2 separate regions of the Mus musculus genome follow, and region 2 is linked to region 1. The links are chromatin contacts, called in public Hi-C maps. All regions are on one chromosome and are shown on one strand. The core of a region is the stretch at or near the end of the contact, and the rest is flanking DNA. Distances in the headings are between cores, read along the strand shown.

What was found. Hi-C and Micro-C count contacts between places; a contact is called where the count stands out from the background.
Region 2: a contact with region 1 is called in a Hi-C map of liver, with 4 times the contacts expected there. The contact joins two enhancer-like sites. A contact is called at or near these places in 1 of 39 promoter capture datasets (hippocampal neurons), 5 of 15 datasets of contacts at CTCF or cohesin (CD8 T cells, the G1E-ER4 cell line, the NIH/3T3 cell line and 1 more), 77 of 484 Hi-C or Micro-C datasets (the 3T3-L1 cell line, the AML12 cell line, B cells and 49 more), 12 of 115 datasets of contacts at active chromatin or transcription factors (the HPC-7 cell line, acute myeloid leukemia, a beta-TC-6 cell line and 9 more) and 3 of 9 other capture datasets (adipose tissue, liver and pancreatic islet).

What each region holds. Positions count from the first base shown.
Region 1 is chr10:40,057,234-40,059,933 of GRCm38.p6, reverse strand. The region is part of intron 3 of Slc16a10 (solute carrier family 16 (monocarboxylic acid transporters), member 10); the gene reads left to right. Among named protein-coding and RNA genes, the nearest start is that of Mfsd4b1, 33 kb to the right of the region's middle. Within about 2 kb of position 1,258, at least 14 of the 459 cell types and tissues checked have an H3K27ac peak or open chromatin away from gene starts, as enhancers often do. A contact at or near this core is called in granulocyte-monocyte progenitors, hepatocytes and liver, where this site is marked.
Region 2 is chr10:40,124,011-40,126,710 of GRCm38.p6, reverse strand. All of the region lies in intron 1 of Slc16a10 (solute carrier family 16 (monocarboxylic acid transporters), member 10), which reads left to right. Among named protein-coding and RNA genes, the nearest start is that of Gm25613, 16 kb to the right of the region's middle. Within about 2 kb of position 1,385, at least 61 of the 459 cell types and tissues checked have an H3K27ac peak or open chromatin away from gene starts, as enhancers often do. A contact at or near this core is called in granulocyte-monocyte progenitors, hepatocytes and liver, where this site is marked.

The DNA of each region.
Region 1 (2,700 bases), core at 9-2,508:
CATTGTACAAAATAGTGGGTTTCATAACTGATCATGTGAGTGATCATTGGTGTATTTTGTATACTCCTAATATTCACACTCACATTACCTAGCCTCTTTCAAATCTTAAATATCTTACCTTATTTCTTATAAATAGATTGGGGGGAAAGGTAAAAACCTCAAAGAGTAATAGAAATGTATTAGGTTCCTATTCCTCATCTCTGAGTATAAACCAGCATCTATGAAAGCTGTAATAAGGGCAGGCTGGCCGTGTAGCCAGGTAAACACCCGCTTAGCATCCTGAGGCTCTAGCTTCGCTCCTCTCCTCAGCGTGGGGTGGGGAAGGTGGAGATCCGCTGGCTGCTTTGTAATTTTTCCTTCCGAAACCTCGGGAACATGCAGCCGTTGTAGCCATCTGTCTGCACTGGGCTGTTTTCCTCCAGAACGGGACCCTTGTTTAGCTCTGCGAGTTCCTGGTCCCTTCAGCAGTGCTTGTCACGTGCTTGCAACGACAAGGGAATTCTTCAATCATGCAATTCAAGGCACTGTGTAATTTAAATTAGAAAAGGTTTTAAGTTAGCTACAGTAAAGAAAAAGTAAAAAGGTAGTAAAATGAGATGTTTTTAATATTTTACTTAACTGAAATGTTGTCTGAACAGGCACTCAATATTAGGCAATTTTGTATGTGTCCCCCTCGCCGGTGACTTGTGGTTCTGGGCATGCATGTATTCAGCATATCTCAGCTTAGGCTTGCCCGATTTTAGTGCTCCTCACCGTGAAAGGGCGGTCTATCTAAAGGGGCAGTGGGAGGCAAGGCTACAGTAGCAAAGTAGGGGTCATCGTCAAATGAGGAGTCTGCACTATAGTCTACAGGCTGTAAACCCAAGGGGGGAGTAAGCCTACAGGCTTTCAATGGTGTGTTTGGAGATCAAGGAATGGGGCTCAAGCAAGAAGCATGTTAGAAGGTTGCTAGAGTGTGCAGGGAGGGAGGGACAAGAACCTGAACACAGGGAACAGACCAAAGGAAGTGTGTGTGTGTGAGTCACTCAGCCAGGAGACCATTACCATTTGGCGGCACTCTGATCTCAAGAGAGAGTGGAGTAACCTAAGATTTCTTTTTTATTGGGTTTTTACTGCTGTCCGTGAGATGATAATACTGTTAACCAAAATGCAAGAGAGCAACTTATAAGGGCTGGGTGAACTCAGTATGAGCTGTGCTGACCTTGAGGTGTCTCTGAAAGAGGCCATAGGTAATCCTAGTCTAACATGGAAGAGTGCCCAGAGACTTTAGCAAGACTGTGTAGAAACACTTTGGAAACTGGAGGAGCTACGAAGCCTGAGGGCACGGTGGAGGGAGAGACCTGACAGCCCCTCCCTCTGGAGGTGGCTGGGGTTGAGGCTGAGATCAGAGCTGCCCCAATGCAGATTTCAGCCAAGCACTGTTCTGTTTATGTAGCACTGGGTCTCAAAACGTCCTAAATTAAAGTTAGGTGCTAACATTTCTATACATGACCCACACTTTATATTTCTTCTAAATTTTAAGGGTTTTTTTTTTGTTTGTTTGTTTATTTGTTTTAATAAAAGAAGTCTGGGAGGAAGAATCAACAGTGTGGGTAGTAACGGTCCCTGGAAGTGTGCCTTTCTCTACATATGTCTGCTTCATTTGTCACAGGCTCAGTAGACATTTGAGCCAAGGATCAGGAGTTAATGAACATGCAAAGGTAAATCAGTGACAGATTATGGAGAGCTTTGACCAGCAGTTGGAATATAGGATGTAGGCTGTAACAAGCAACTTTTGAAGACAGAATTAGTGAGATTAACGCCCTATATAGGAAGATTATTCTGAAGCAGTGTGAAAACAGAGACGTTTAAAAATTACCATTTTTTATTTTTAATTAAAATTTTTAATTATTTATTGCTACGTGTGTGTGTGTGTGTGTGTGTGTGTGTGTGTGTGTGTTTTGCCTGCATGTATCTCCATGTGCTGTGTGCATGCCTACAGGGGTCAGAAGGGGTATCAATCCCCTGGAACCAGAGTTAGGCACAGCTGTGAGCTGCCTTGTAACCCAGGTCCTCTGAAAGAGCAGTCAGTGCTATTAACTGCTGAGCCGTCTCTCCAGCCCCAGTGACCGTTTTTTAATGAAGAGAAATGAGATATACCACTTCCCCATTGCCACATTGTTACTTGGGCTGTTGAGCTTGGTGGGAAATTTGCTTGCAGTCTCCTAGAACTCCAGTGGATGCTTAGCTTATAAGGGACAATGAATGCTAGGGTCAATATGGAAAAGTCAAACAAAATATGCTTCCTGGCTATCTGTGGCTCAGAGGTCACCATAGACACCATTTTACTAACCTTTAGGAGAAGAGAAAGACTCTTTATTTCCCTCCCCCATCTTCTACTGCACAGCCAGTATCCAAAAGATCCCGTGTAAAAGGATGGTCAAAATAAATATCTGTTCATTAACTGTATGCTAGCCACTCCTCCAAGGTGGTGTTAGTGTTGGCTAAGGCTAGGGTTTTGCATGTGCTTTGCAGGTGTGTCAGACTGTCCTAATTTTTAACTTCTCTATGCATATGTTTTACTTGATTCTTATAATCACCCTTGAAATAGCTACTGTTGCTCTCTCCATATTGTAGACAAACCGAGATCCTAAATCATAGCTCAGCCATGGGGCTTAGGTTTGGCAGTCTGAGAGATCTGACCACTACAGATTGTTTTGT
Region 2 (2,700 bases), core at 136-2,635, 67 kb before region 1:
TCTGCCTCCCGAGTGCTGGGATTAAAGGCGCGCGCCACCATGCCCGGTGAGATTGTATTTTTTTTTAACTGTTTGTGTACATGTAAGTACAGGTCATGTTTGAGGTCAAAGGCATAGGATGCTCTTAGAGCTAAAGTTATAGGCAGCTGGACGCCACCCAGCATGGCTGCTGGGGACTGAACTCAGGTCTTCTGCAATAGTTGCTGTTAGCCACTGAACCATCTCTCTAGCCCGTTATGTATATGTCTTTAAAACATTTAGTCAGCCATGGTAGTGGATATCTATAATCCCAGTACTTGGGAAGTAGAAACTATTTGATTGCTGTGAGGTTAAGGGCAGCCTGATCTATATAGTGAGACCCTGTTTCAAAAACATTTTTTTTTAAAAGAGAAATGTGTCTGAGTAATTTTTGAACAGAGTACCATAGTTTTATTCTATACTGGGATTCCTAGATTATGTCAGCCATTAGCAGGACCAAGGGTACCGGGGGCTGAGGGGAGCAGTTACCAGGGAAAGGCTGGCTCGACTTGTTTTGTTTTGTTTTGTTTGTTTTTTGGGACAGAGTTTCTCTGCGTTAACAGCCCTAGCTGTCCTAGAACTTGTTTCGTAGACCAGGCTGGACTTGAACTCCCAGAGATCTGCCTGTCTCTGCCTCTCTTTTTTGTGCCACCAACCCTGGTGAGTTTTTGTCATATAGAACACTGTTAAAGAGCAGAGAGATGGATATAAGGAGGTGGTGCCATAGATAAATGAGGCTGGGCATGGTTGCTTAAGCCTGTTTTCCTAAATCCCTGAGGCTGAGACGGGAGAATTGTGAGCAAGGGCATCATAAATTTGTAGTGTCTCAAAACTACAACAGAAACCCAAGATGGCTGGGAATGCACCTTTCACACTGGAGAGTAAAGCTGAGGCCAGCAGAGAGCTTTGGGAAGAGTGTGTATCTTCCACAGAGCATAGCACAACAGGAGTCAGGAATTCTGTTCTAGACAGACACAGGAGTGCTCCTGTCTTAAGAAAACAAAACCAAAACCAAAACAAAAACAAAAAAAAAAATCAAACACCCTCCCCAAACAAACAAACAAACAAACAAAAAAAAACCCAACACAATTCGTTTCTGCACATGCAGACACTGAAATCTGACCAGCAGAAGACATACCCTTGTGGCACTCATTGGCTGAGAGTGGAGCAGTTCCGGTTGAGATAATAACTGGTTACTTGGCTACATACAAGTAACTTTTTACTTAGTTTCCTGTCAGACAGTGAGCAGGGAGGGGAACAGATATAGACTCAGCCCTTGGAGATGTTCGAAGATACGTCCACCACTTCTGCTACTGAGCACGCCAGCCTGGCGCCTGTCATTGGATGACGACGAGTGTTGACTTGTGCTGTGTTGTAATCTCTTGGACGCAGGTCCTAGGTTGTTCTCTTGTGACTGAGGCTGAACCGAAGGTGCTAGAAGTGCAGTGACCCTGGAGGAAGAACCAGTCAGAGCAGGGGGTGGATGGGAGGGAAATGCAAGTTGTGCAACCATAGGATTTACTTTTTTTTTTTTTTAATTAAATTTATCCTTTTTGTGTATATGTGTAGGTGTGCACATGCCACCTTGTGCATGTGGAGGTCAGAGGACATCTTGTCGAGATTGCTTCTTTCCTTCCACCATGGGGATTCCAGGAACCAAACTCAGGTCGCCAGGTTTGGCATTACACACAAAACCATCTCCCCAATTTGCCCCGGCTCCATTTTGTAAGCGATGACGCCCCTTTCCCTTCAGTAACTGTTTCATCTTTTAGCATCATTTTCTATCAGTTACAAAGTCTGCCTGAAGGCAAATAGTGGCCCATGCCAGCGTTTTTATTTTCCTCAGCTGCTATGTGTGTTGGGAGGAACTAAGATGTGGTTTTCTGATTAGCAGGTATAAAGGCAGATGCTTATGGAAACTGGGGAATGGGGAAAGACAGTTGAGATATTTTTCTTCTGAAGAGTTTGAGAAACAGAAGGGCTGTGGACTTTTTTTTCACAAGGAGATAGCAAAGTTCAGGGGTTAAGATGAGCGAGGTTAGGCACTCCTTATGAGAATGCTATCATAATTAATTTGTTATGTGGTAGAATTAAAATTTTTTTTACATCTTTGATTGGGAAACAAATGCTGAGGCATTTAAAACACAGACTAATTTTGCAAAAAATAAAATGGTAAAAAGTTATCCTTAATCAAATTAAGCTGTCCTTTTCCTCTTAATTCATCATGATGGCTTTGGATGTATGGTGGCAACTGAGAGTGGATAATGCAAAAATGTCAAAGCAATGTAATCCCCATTATTCATGGTCACTTGAGAGGATAAACTAACCATTGGCCACTAATCTTGGGATGCTTACTCCGCTGACCTGGAAATATCCTTAATTTTTTTTTTGGAAAGCAAGTCAGTGAGTTAGTAAAGCTGTCAGAATTGATCAATTTCTCTAACTCTAATAGTAAGTGACTAGAAGCCTTTCCCTTCCTGCCTCATAGCACAGTCATTCCTTTACTCTGAAAACTATGGAGTGCATGCTAGAAGGGCACTCTATCCATCCAAGTTCAGAGACTTAGTTAGTGTAGGCGGAACAGAGCTGCCTTCAAGGTGCAGGCTGCAGACCACACGTCTTGTCTTGTTTTGTTTTAGAGACAGCATCTCATCCTGTGGCTCTTACAGACCTGGAACTCAG